Regions from separate parts of the Mus musculus genome. Here region 2 is linked to region 1. Evidence: chromatin contacts called from public promoter capture Hi-C data. All regions are on one chromosome and are shown on one strand. The core of a region is the stretch at or near the end of the contact, and the rest is flanking DNA. Distances in the headings are between cores, read along the strand shown. Region 1 overlaps Lrp4 (low density lipoprotein receptor-related protein 4). Region 2 overlaps 1110051M20Rik (RIKEN cDNA 1110051M20 gene).

What was found. Capture Hi-C pulls out chosen DNA fragments and counts their contacts.
Region 2: a contact with region 1 is called in a promoter capture Hi-C map of adipose tissue. The contact joins two enhancer-like sites. A contact is called at or near these places in 6 of 39 promoter capture datasets (the C10 cell line, the SN4741 cell line, embryonic stem cells and 3 more), 4 of 15 datasets of contacts at CTCF or cohesin (the NIH/3T3 cell line, embryonic stem cells and large pre-B cells), 39 of 484 Hi-C or Micro-C datasets (B cells, the C10 cell line, the C2C12 cell line and 26 more), 23 of 115 datasets of contacts at active chromatin or transcription factors (T-cell acute lymphoblastic leukemia, VIP interneurons, bone marrow-derived dendritic cells and 16 more) and 5 of 9 other capture datasets (adipose tissue, embryonic stem cells, liver and 2 more).

Annotation. Positions count from the first base shown.
Region 1 is chr2:91,473,450-91,479,606 of GRCm38.p6, forward strand. Lrp4 (low density lipoprotein receptor-related protein 4) reads left to right here. Exons shown (of 38, transcript NM_172668.3): 4 at 109-222; 5 at 459-575; 6 at 899-1,027; 7 at 1,257-1,376; 8 at 1,734-1,859; 9 at 2,817-2,942; 10 at 3,135-3,269; 11 at 3,649-3,774; 12 at 4,072-4,302; 13 at 5,061-5,217. Among named protein-coding and RNA genes, the nearest start is that of Lrp4, 19 kb to the left of the region's middle. Within about 2 kb of position 3,157, at least 98 of the 459 cell types and tissues checked have an H3K27ac peak or open chromatin away from gene starts, as enhancers often do. A contact at or near this core is called in the C2C12 cell line, the SN4741 cell line, adipose tissue and 1 more, where this site is marked.
Region 2 is chr2:91,310,568-91,316,724 of GRCm38.p6, forward strand. All of the region lies in intron 3 of 1110051M20Rik (RIKEN cDNA 1110051M20 gene), which reads right to left. Among named protein-coding and RNA genes, the nearest start is that of Arfgap2, 49 kb to the left of the region's middle. Within about 2 kb of position 2,219, at least 83 of the 459 cell types and tissues checked have an H3K27ac peak or open chromatin away from gene starts, as enhancers often do. A contact at or near this core is called in the C2C12 cell line, the SN4741 cell line, adipose tissue and 1 more, where this site is marked.

The sequences.
Region 1 (6,157 bases), core at 1,907-4,406:
CTGGGGTCAGCATTGGGACTGTTGACTGCCCTAGAAGGCTTTATTGAGGGGCTTGGAGGCAATGTGCTCTTCGGAGCAGCACTGTGCCTGACTCATCTGTGACCACAGCCCCCCGGGAGTGTGAGGAGGACGAATTCCCCTGCCAGAACGGCTACTGCATTCGGAGTCTGTGGCACTGTGATGGGGACAACGACTGTGGTGACAACAGTGACGAGCAATGCGGTGAGTGGGAGCAGAAAGAGGTCAAGAAGGGGGTCTAGGGTAGGAGCGCCTGTGGGAGGAGACAGGAGCAAAGGGCTGTGCTACCTGACCTGAAACTGCTCCAGGGATGTGGTGCAGCTGAGAGAAGGCAGGTGGGCAGAGTAGTCTATCCTGTCAGGAGCGTGGACCTCCCCCTACCCTGGAAAGTAAGGAGGATGGTGAGATCCTATGGGACTCCTGTCTCATTGCACCCCTAGACATGCGCAAGTGCTCAGACAAGGAATTCCGCTGCAGCGACGGCAGCTGCATTGCTGAGCATTGGTACTGCGATGGTGACACAGACTGCAAAGATGGCTCTGATGAGGAAAGCTGCCGTGAGTGTCCCTACCCCTGAGGCGCTGGGCTGGCACGGTGACCAAGGGCTCCGGTTCCTAGCTAAGGATTGACTGAGAGGGTCCTGTGCAGGCAAGGGAGTGGGCGTTCCAAAGGAGCATGTCGGGGACGTAACTCATACAGATGCTTGCTTAGCAGCCTTGGTTTCTATCCACTTCTGGTCCACTAGCGTGTAGAAGTCTGTAGTGCCATCACAAAGGAAAGCCGGTTTGTAGCATTCTGGAGGAAGACACCTTGCCCCTGTCAAGAATCAGGCCCCTGTCCCTAGTCACTAAGGTCTGAGGAGGGCTGCTTTCCCTTCCAGCTTCAGCAGTACCCTCTCCTCCTTGCAACCTGGAAGAGTTCCAGTGCGCCTATGGCCGCTGCATCCTCGACATCTACCACTGTGACGGAGATGACGACTGTGGAGACTGGTCAGACGAGTCTGACTGCTGTGAGTGCTCTGGCTAGCTGGGAGGAGGGGCAGCCAGACAGGAGGAGCTTCCTCCAGTGTCAGGGCACAGGTGCCAGCTGGGGCGGAAACAGTGTCTGAAATCCACGGTCCCTCTGGGGAGGAGCTGGAGTGTTGGGAGGGGCGGGAGATGGGACTTGGGACTTTCTGCTCTTCCACGAGGTGCTGTGTGCACGGTCTGGCTAGAGACAGAAGACCTTTGTTTCCCCAGCCTCCCACCAGCCCTGCCGCTCTGGGGAATTCATGTGTGACAGTGGCCTGTGCATCAACTCGGGCTGGCGCTGTGATGGTGATGCAGACTGTGATGACCAGTCTGATGAACGCAACTGCAGTGAGTTGGGGGTAGCATCAAAGGCTTGGGGGGCCAAGGAGAAGGGTTTGGGTGCAGATAGAGCATGAAGACATAGTGAACAGCTATACAGTTGTGTGGTTGTATGCTGCACAGAGGCACTATATCTAAAGGATACCTGTCGCCTAGTAGTCCACAGACTTGTAGACACACCATGGCAGTTAAAATAGTAGGCGGAAGTAAGGGACTCTGAGGAAAGGTCACCTGGTTCATAAAGAGATACCTTCTGCAACACCACCATCAAGAAGAGTAGCCTGTGTACTTTGGGAGGCAGAGAGTTTCAGGCTGGGGTGGGAGGACCAGCCTTTCTTCCATTAATTAGGTCTTTGCTCTGTCCAGCCACCTCCATGTGCACAGCCGAACAGTTTCGCTGTCGGTCAGGCCGTTGCGTCCGTCTGTCCTGGCGCTGTGATGGGGAGGATGACTGTGCGGACAACAGCGATGAAGAAAACTGTGAGAACACAGGTGGAGTCCCCAGCGGTATCCCCGCCCTGCCCTAATGTTGGGAGTGGGAGGCAGAGAAGCAAAGGGAACATTGCCATTGCTTTCAATGGCCTGGACTTGCCCTGCCCTTCCCAGTGAGTAGGGTCAGATCCAGCTGTTGGAGCAGGGGAGATAGCACTTGCTATGCAAGCACAAGGACCCAAGTTCAAATCCCTAGCACCCAAGTTAAAAAGCTAGGTATGGCTGTGAGTGCCTGTAACACCACCGCTGGGGGGGGAAGAGAAAGTCAGACCCCTGAAGCTCATTAACCAACCAGCCTCACCAAATGGCCAGCTCCTGATTCAATGAGAAACCTTGTCTCAAGGCAATAAGACAGAGAATGAACGATAAAGTTATCAGATATTGTCCTTGGCCTCTGCACACACAGGTATGGGCACACATACCCATATTCATAGTCACATGCGTGTACCACACATCCACACAACATATCACATACGTACACACACATGCACATGCACAATCCAGATGCGCTGAGGAACTGTGTACAGTTCTTGAACACAGAGTCAAGGCTGTGAGTCTTTGCAGCTGCTCAAATTCTCACTTCCAATCTGGCCTTGGGAGGAAGGGCTGTTGTCCAGCCAGTAGCCCAGTGTCTACTTCCACTCTGCAGGAAGGACTGGCAGTCTCTGCGTCTGCTCCCCGCCCACCCCACCAGTCCCTGCTAAACCTGGTTCTGACTACAAGACTACACTCCGACTCTGTTCCCATCACTCATCCATCGTGGAATCCCAGGGAGAAAACAAACTCAGACACTCAACCAGCCTTGTCTGAGCTGTTTCCTGCCTCGGACCCCATCCCTCCCACCTTGACGCTCAGCTGGCTCCACTTTACCCTAGAAAATGACAGGCTCCTGTCCCTTGTGGACTCAAGCCCTGCCCTCCTGTGACCTGACTCTCCCCCTCCTCCCTCTCTTTCTAGGAAGCCCCCAGTGCGCCTCTGACCAGTTCCTGTGTTGGAACGGGCGCTGTATTGGGCAGAGGAAGCTGTGCAACGGGATCAACGACTGCGGTGACAGCAGTGACGAAAGTCCACAGCAGAACTGTCGTGAGTGTCTCTAGCGGGTGGGCCCTGCCCGTGGTTTGTGGCTGAGCCCCACCCCTAGGGTTCAAAGGGAGGCCTCCCTTGGGACTCTCACAGTTTTTGGGAGCTGTTCTTCGTGGTCCAGGTGGAATGCCAAGTTGGCTGGACGGGGGTGGATTCTGGGCTCGGCTCCCAACTCTGGCTTGGCTGTCACAGGGCCCCGGACGGGTGAGGAGAACTGCAATGTTAACAACGGTGGCTGTGCCCAGAAGTGTCAGATGGTGCGAGGGGCAGTGCAGTGTACCTGCCACACAGGCTACCGGCTCACAGAGGATGGGAGAACGTGCCAGGGTGAGCTGGGGCCTGTTGGGGGTGGGGGGAAGGAGGGGAGGGAAGCTGGGTGACATATCAGATGGGTGTGACCTTGACTCATCGTTACACTGACCCTGGGAAGTAGGGATCATTTCTCTCATTTTGCAGATAGGGAAACAGAAGTGCAGAGAGTATAGGTAATTTACCCAAAGCCACACAGATAGTAAGCAGCCGAGTTGGAGTTTGAAATCTGAGACTCCATGACCTCAAAGCCCGAACCACTGGTTACACAGTTTCCCTCCTGGCTGTGGCAGTGGATGGGGATATGGAGCTGTGACCAGGGAGACAATGGGGTGGCTTAGGAGTGTGTGGGAAGATGGTTGTAGGCAGGCTTCCTCACCCTGCCTGGTATCCACAGATGTAAACGAATGTGCTGAGGAGGGGTACTGCAGCCAGGGCTGCACAAACACTGAAGGGGCTTTCCAGTGCTGGTGTGAAGCAGGGTATGAGCTACGGCCCGATCGGCGCAGCTGCAAAGCTCTGGGTAAGGAGGGTTGGCACTTGCCTGGGTGGGCGGAACAGACAAAAGCCAGGTGTTAGAGCTGAGGGATTTGCTAAGATGTAGACTGATTTTTTTGCAAATTGCAATCTGGGCGCCAAGTGAAAGGCGATTGGGTTTGGGGTTAGAAAGGATTCTAGTGTTCTAGTCCAAATTTCAGCAGCTTGGGACATGCTCTAGTGGGCAAAGGGCCCCAGCTATGAGCTGAGGCCCTGAGGGTGCATGCTGATGGGTATCTGTGGCTCTGAGGCCCAGTGGGTCCTATTTCTATGCTGTGTCCAGGGCCAGAACCTGTGCTACTGTTTGCCAATCGTATCGACATCCGGCAGGTGCTCCCGCACCGCTCCGAGTACACGCTGCTACTGAACAACCTGGAGAACGCCATTGCCCTCGACTTTCATCACCGGCGGGAGCTGGTCTTCTGGTCGGATGTCACCCTGGACCGCATCCTCCGTGCCAACCTTAATGGCAGCAATGTAGAGGAGGTGGTGTCTACTGGGCTAGAGAGCCCAGGTAGGAAAACAAGGCCCTGAGTGGAGAGCCTGGAATGCCATGTGCAAAAAAACACAGCGGAAAGGGGGGGCCGGGCCAGTGTTTCCAAAGTGCACAAAGCAGAAGGCCTCTTCCAGTGAAATCTTGGGTGAAACTCTCAGATAGGAACCAACTGAGGAGTTGAAAATGCTGCTCAATTGGTAGAGTGCTTGCTTAGCATGAACACAAAGCTCTAAGCTTGATTCCCCAAGCACTGCATAAACCAGACATGATGATGCCTGCCTGTCATCTGAAGAGGTAGAAGCAAAAGGATCAGAAAAGTTCAAGGTCATTCAGTTTAAAGCCGGGCTGAGATACACGAGACCCCCATCTCCACATACAAAAAGCAATAGCTAATCTGGTGGCCTCAGGCTTATCCTACAAGCAGGTTAAGTGACTAAGAAGTCAGCAGCATCCAGGGCTGGAGTTGCAACTCAGTAGGACAGCACCTGCCTACTTATGAAAGGCACTGATTTCCATCCACACACAGCACCAGGGCGTCCAGAGTTCAAGGCCATCCCCAGCTCTGTGTGGATGAAGTGCGTGACCCCGGTCAACTGCTTGACTTCCCTTCCCACTCTGGGAAGCTCAGTGCCAAGCTCACAGAGACGATGTGTGTCAGAGTTACAACAAGGTCCTAGCCTCAGAAGCAACGTCTTGTAAGAGTCTGCTCTTGTTTCCAGGACGCAGAGCTACCTAGGGTGAATGGCTGACACTCTTCCCTTGCCTCCTCTCACCAGGGGGCCTAGCGGTGGATTGGGTCCATGACAAGCTCTACTGGACCGACTCTGGGACGTCGAGGATTGAGGTGGCTAATCTGGATGGGGCCCACCGGAAGGTGCTGCTATGGCAGAGCCTAGAGAAGCCCAGAGCCATTGCCCTACACCCCATGGAGGGGTGAGTAGGTGTCTCAAATTTCCAGGTCCCTCCTGCAGCAGGCAGGGATTGTTCTCAGGCCTCTGGGCCAGGCACTGTGGGTCTTCCTCAGAGCAGTGTTGGCAATATGGACTCTGTACCCAGATGCCCTTGCGTCCTGGGTCTGTAGTGTGTGGCTGAACATCCTTGGCTTACTCAACCTCTCCGTGTTCCTTCATTTTTCTCTTTCATTCTTTTGTTTCTTTTCTTTTCTTTTGAATATATATAAGTAAACCCTTCAAACACACCAGAAGAGGGCATCTGGTCCCATTACAGATGGTTGCGAGCCACCATATGGTTGCTGGGATTTGAACTCAGGACCTCTGGAAGAGCAGTCAGTGCTTTTAATTGCTGAGCCATCTCTCCAACTCCCTCCCTCTTCATTTATTTCTTGGTTGGCAAATTAAAAACAAACACATATAAAGCAAACATAAAATAGGCATATTCGGGAGGTGACCGCAGAAGGATTGGGACTTCAGCTACAGAGTTGGTGACCAACCTAAGCTATTGAGACCCTGATCTAAATAAAGATACAACTGCTCCTACAAATATCTAAGGTTAAAATAATGAAGCATTTTGAATGGAATAAAATATACTAATTAGGTAAGTTTGAACTGCCTAGTGTTTTTTTATTAGCCCATAGAGTGAAGCTAATTAAAAATTATTATTAATTTAAAGCAGCCAGTAGTTGAGGTAATTAATATCATTAATTTGAAATAATTTTAAAAATTAATAGACAAGTCTCCTGCATTGAAGTCTCTTGAAATGAAAATTCCTAGCCTCTGGCCTGTATACATTCCATGCCACCTCTTGAGGGGATGACTCGCAAGATCCTGCAATTAGATGTCAACTGTTTGAGAAGTATGGTGTGAGGGAGAGGGGGCATAGAACAGGCCAGGCAGCAGAAGAGACTGAGAAAGAA
Region 2 (6,157 bases), core at 969-3,468, 160 kb before region 1:
TTTCTTTCTTTCTTTTTTTGGTTTTTTCGAGACAGGGTTTCTCTGTGTAGTCCTGGCTGTCCTGGAGTTCACTCTGTAAACCAGGCTGGCCTCGAACTCAGAAATCCACCTGTCTCTGCCTCCCAAGTGCTGAGATTAAAGGCGTGCACCACCATACCCAGCTGGCAGCCAGTTTCATAGAGAGACTCTATCTCCCTGCTCACCCCCTCAAAAAAAAAAAAAAACCAGAAAATAAAAAAAATAGTAAACTTGAGGGGGCTGGAGAGATGGCTTAGAGGTTAAAAGCACTGGCTGTTCTTCCAGAGGTCCTGAGTTCAATTCCCAGCAACCACCTGGTAATTCACAATCATGTGTAATGAGATCTGGTGCCCTCTTCTGGCATGCAGGCATACATGCAGGGAGAACATTGTATACATAATAAATCTAAACAAACAAACAAACAAACTTGAAGTCCTGAAATGTAGACTTAACTACAGCACCCAGCTAAATTCTGACATTAGTACAGTGAGTATGTGTGGAAGAAATGGATGAATTAAACCATGTATCACATAGTGACCCCAAGTCAAAGCTCACAGGGACAAAGTTATGGTCATCATGTATTGTGGTCTGAGTGTGGTCCCTATAGATTTATGGATTTGGGTACATTGTTCCCAACTAGTGGCATTGTTTGGAAAAGTTATGGAGCCTTTGGGAGGCAGAACCTTGCTGAAGGGACTATGTCCTTGGGGGCAGGCTTTGCCGTTTTATAGCCTGGTTCCAATTCCTGTTCCCTCTCAGCTTCCTGCTCCTGATACCACACCTGCTTCATTATGTTGCACTGAATTCCTCCTGGAACTGTGAGCCCAAATGACCCTTTATCCTTAAAGTTCCTTTTTCAGAGTATTTTGGGTTTTGATTTTTTTTGTTTTTGTTTATTTATGTGCCTTGGTATTTTGCCTGAATTTATATCTGTGTGAGGGTGTCAGGTCCTCTGGAACTGAAGTCACAGACAGTTGTGAGCTACTATGAGGGTGCTGGGAATTGAACCTGGATCCTCTAGAAGAGCAGCCAGTGCTCTTAACCACCGAGTCATCTCTCCAGCCCCCTTTCCAGAGTATTTTTATCACAGCAAAAAAGAAGAAATTAAGATAATGTGTGAATTCAGAGGAGGATCTCTAGTCATAAGAACTATTCTGGAGGGGCTGGCGAGATGGCTCAGTGGTTAAGAGCGCCGGCTGCTCTTCTATAGGTCCCAAGTACAAATCCCAGCAACCACATGGCGGCTCACAACCATCCGTAACGAAATCTGATGCCCTGTTCTGGAGTGTCTGAAGACAGCTACAGTGTACTTACATATAATAAATAAATAAGTCTTAAAAAAAAAAAAACTATTCTGGAAATGGCTATTTGAGGGAATCCAGGAGCTGCAAAGAACTGAAAATGGTAACCGTCCTATTTGGTAGACATTACAACTGTCAATAGACGATAAACCACAGCTAGTGGACCATGGTGCAGACGCTGCTGGTCTCCCAGAATCTTCTCACCGAGGGAGGGCTCAGTTCAGTCACCCTGAATGCTTTTGTACAGGAATGAATGGCCACTTTTACCATGAAAACCAAAGGAAGCTGAGGGGTTGCCTCACAGAAATGTATTTCGCCATAAGCAGATTCAGTGTGAGCACTAGCTCAAGGTGAGGGGCACCCAGGTGCAGAGTATTCCTCCTGTTGGTTAGCTTACTCTAATCCTAGAGACCGGTACACAAGGTTATTTTAGACAAGAAAATCAATTTAGCAGAAATGATTGATACTCAGTGTACTCAAGAGCTAACCTGGCCTCATTTGTCGGAAAAGGAAGAAAGGGAAGAAAGCTTTTTTTTTTACATCTGGCCTGCCTTTTTGCTGTGGAAATTCCTGCCTCCGAAGCTCTGTGGAGGCAGCTTAGTCATTTCTACATCCGCTTTGCAGACCACCATGTGTGTCCACCACATTTTCTCACCAGAGCTGTGGTGGTATGTGGCTGTACTCAGAGGCCTGGGAGATGGTGCCTGGGCCAGAGTCAGAGAGCCATCACCACAGAGCAGCAGAATGGTACCAGACAGAAGGACGTGGGGCAGAGCTCTGCCTCTCTCAGTGAGCCTGCCCTGAATCTAGGACTTTTATCCCTCAAAGTATGGGGATACAGTCCAATAGGGTTTAGTCTGAACTCATCTGTGTGACTCGCCCCTGTGTCAGCTGTATGAGCTGGTGCTGGATCAAGGCTAGAGATAATGAAACACTGCAAAGCCACGGGAAACCCAGAGGGCTGGATGACCTCTAGCTGGTTAGCTGCATGATTTCAATAGAAACTGCCACAGAGGCCAGAGAACACCACAGACCATGAGTGGACTCTTCAATTTTCAGTTACAATTGTTTTTATGTGCATTTTTTGCAGGCGCTCTGAAGGCTCATTCTAAAGACACTCCTCCTCGGCCAGCATGCTCTGCCAAGAGGTGCTCGGAAGGCCACGGAGAGTTCGGGGCATGACCACACCACCCCTTCCCATCCCTAGGGTATGGAGGCTTTGTTACCAGGCCGCAGCTGAGTAAATACTTCTCAGGGCTACTCTGTAGAGGGAAAGGGAACTGAGGGAGAAAGAGGGTGGGGGTGGGGTGGGGAGCAAGGCATCTGACAGCTTCTCTCTCCTTGGAACACTTGGTACCACAGTCACAGGAAAGCTGCCAGCATCCTAAGGGCCGTGTAGCTGTCAAGCAAAGCACAGAAGAACAGTCTGTGTTCCTAAATGTTATCTTCTTTGGCAGCATTCATTTTATATTATAAATAGAGGGAAATAATAATAATTAATTTACTGAAAGGGAGATGACCCCACAAAAGGAATGAGACGCAATGGCTTCCAATAACACTTGTGGGGTATAATGCTTGAGCCATTATAAACTCTGGCCTCTGCCACATCACCATTCCCCAGAGCTCTATTTAGTGTGTTCAAAGAGGAGCAAGAAGCCAAAGTCTTTATTTTTATATTTTATTATGACCAAGCCCAACACCAAGTGAGAAATATATCTTGCCTATTTCTGTTTGGCCAGTGGGGTTCTAAACTATTAAATAATCAGTCAAGACAATGATCTTGTGGCAATGTTTAAGATGAACAAGAACTGCCCAGGAACTGTGGTATCAGATACAAATGTAAAGAAATGTGGGCATTTTCAATAAAAGATTATATATACACATCCTGGCAGTTTGGTCAGGTCTGTGGACTAATCATGACCATCTCTACCCACCACTGGGAACTTGAAACAGAGGCTTGACCTGCCACCTACGACCCCTACACTGAGTCGCGCTCTTGGGTACAGCTCTGTCTCCTGCCCTCAGATAGGACTATTGAGGTTGGGTGGACTAAGGAAGGGTATTGGGTTTGTTTGTTTCGTTGTTTGTTTGCCTGTCTGTTTGTTTGTTTGTTTTTTTCAAGACAGGGTTTCTCTGTGTAGCCCTGGCTGTCCTGAAACTCACTCTGTAGACCAGGCTAGCCTCAAAGTCACCGAGACTGCCTGCCTCTGCCTCCTGAGTGTGGGGAGTAAAGGATGTGCCACACCACTGCCTGGCCATCTTGCTTTACTTCTAAAGAGGACCGTGTTTTCCCATTCAAATAGATACCACAAAACCAAGATGCAAGAGTCAAGCCAAGCATGTGCTTCTGAGTGCTAAAACCCACGCCTGCTCTCAAGTACACAGAAACGGTTCAGCAGGTCAAGAGCTAACATGGAGAAGGAACTTGAGCCTTTCCTCACAGTGTCTGAAGGTGAGAGGATAGATAGCCCTCCTGTCCGTGATGGCTGATATCTAAAACGACTCACTCAGCCTTTGGAAAGGAGGAGGTGTAAGACGTTTTATGGGGTTTTACCGTCAGAATGAAGCGATCCAGCTTGTTTTCAAAAAGAAAAAGTCTGTTCTGTTTCAGAGACACATCATGATGCAGAGGCAATGCCTTGGTCTGAGTTCTGTGAAGAACATTCCTCTGGGTACAACTTCCTCTGACTAGGCCTCAGTTTTCCACCCATAAGATAGAGATGTCAAATATGAAAGTAAAAAAAATATATATTTAAAGGATACACTTAAAAATAGAAATCTTGCCGGCCGTGGTGGCACACGCCTTTAATCCCAGCACCCAGGAGGCAGAGGCAGGCAGATTTCTGAGTTCGAGGCCAGCCTGGTCTACAGAGTGAGTTCCAGGACAGTCAGGGATACACAGAGAAACCCTGTCTCGAAAAACAAACAAACAAACAAACAAAAAAATCTTACATGGAACTTTAATATATATCATTCTGGTGGTTTGAGTAAGAATGGCCCAGTAGGCTTATATATTTGGTCATTAGGGAGTGGTGCTATTTGACAGGACTAGACCTTGTTGGAGGAAGTGTGCCACTGGGGTAGGCTTTGGGGTTTCAAATGCCCAAGTCAAGTCTAGTGTCTCTCTCTTCCTGCTGCCTGTGGATCCAGATGTAGCCCACTCAGCCACCTCTCCAGCACCATGTCTCCCTGCACGCCCCATGCTTCTTGCCACAATGAACTAAACCTCTGAATATAAGTAAGCTCCCGAGTAAATATTTTCCTTTATAAGAGTTGCTATGGTCATTGTGTCTCTTCACAGCAACAGAACACTGACCAAGGCAATCATAGATGAAATAAAACCTTTCTGACTCAACTTTCTCTACAATGGCCCTCACTCAGACTAAAGGTAATGGAAAATGGGAAAGCTCAGCTTGGGAAATGGAGAGATGGCTCAGTGGTTAAGAGCACTCACTCAGCTTACAGAGGACCTGGATTCAGCCCCCAACACCCATATGGTGACTTACAATCTGTTGTAACTCCAGTTCTAGGGGAATTCAATACCCTCTTCTGGCCTTTATGCACATTTGTACACACATGGTACACATGAACTCATGCAAGCGTGCGTGCGTGTGCGCACACACAAATAAAATAACATAGATAAAATTCAAAACTCAGCATGGTGGTATAATATAACCCCAGCACTGGCAGGCTGAGGCTGAAGACTCACAAGTTCAAGGCCAGCCTGGACTATACGATGAGATCCTGTTTCAAAGAAACTAAACTACCACACAAAAATCTCCAGGGTTTTTACTAAAGGCAGGATAAACACCACTGTCTCTAACTTCTGAGTGGGTCTGACTGAATGTGATGGCTCCTGAGTCAACCAGCTTAGGTCCAAACTGTGGCTGTTCACTAACTAGCTAAGTGACCCTGAGCAAGCCAATTTAGAAATGAGTATGAATAACAACTCTGACTGAACCATTTTAAATTTTTATTTATTTATTTATTTTTATTTTTTGTTGGTTTTTTTTTTTTTTTTTTTTGGTTTTTCGAGACAGGGTTTCTCTGTGTAGTCCTGGGTGTCCTGGAACTCACTTTGTAGACCAGGCTGGCCTCGAACTCAGAAATCTGCCTGCCTCTGCCTCCCAAGTGCTGGGATCAAAGGCGTGCGCCACCACTGCCTGGCTACCACTGAACCCTTATTGCTTTCTCTTTAGTCATCTTTTAATCCTCTCAACAACTCTCTATGTCCAGTGCTAGAATTGCCATTATTCATGCTACAGATGTCATTAATAATGCAGCCATGGGCTGGAGAAATGGCTCAGTGGTTAAGGGCAATCAATCATTGCTCTTGCAGAGGACCCAAGTTCAACTCCAAGCACACAAATGTAAGTGAAGTTCCAGGTGATCTGATGTCCTCTTTTGGCCTGTCTGTGTGCTACACTTATGCACAAACTCACACTTACATATACACATAACTTAAAAAATTTAAAACATGAAAATAAAATTTTATAAAAGGTCTGGAGAGATGGCTCAGCTGTGGTTAAGAGCACTGACTGCTCTTCCAGAGGTCCTGAGTTCAATTCCTAGCAACCACATGGTGGCTCACAACCATCTGTAATGGGATCTGATGTCCTCTTCTGGTGTGTCTGAGGAACGCACCAGTAAAGTGACAGTGTACTCACATACAAAAATAAATAAATAAATAAATCTTAAAAAAAAAAAACAAACTCAAACCTGCTCTGGTTATACTTCCTTTCTTTGAAGCACACAGGTGGTGTGGTGGGTTTCCATATGCTTGGCCCAGGAAGTGGCATTATTAGAAGATTTGGCCTTGTTGGAGTAAGTGTGGCTTT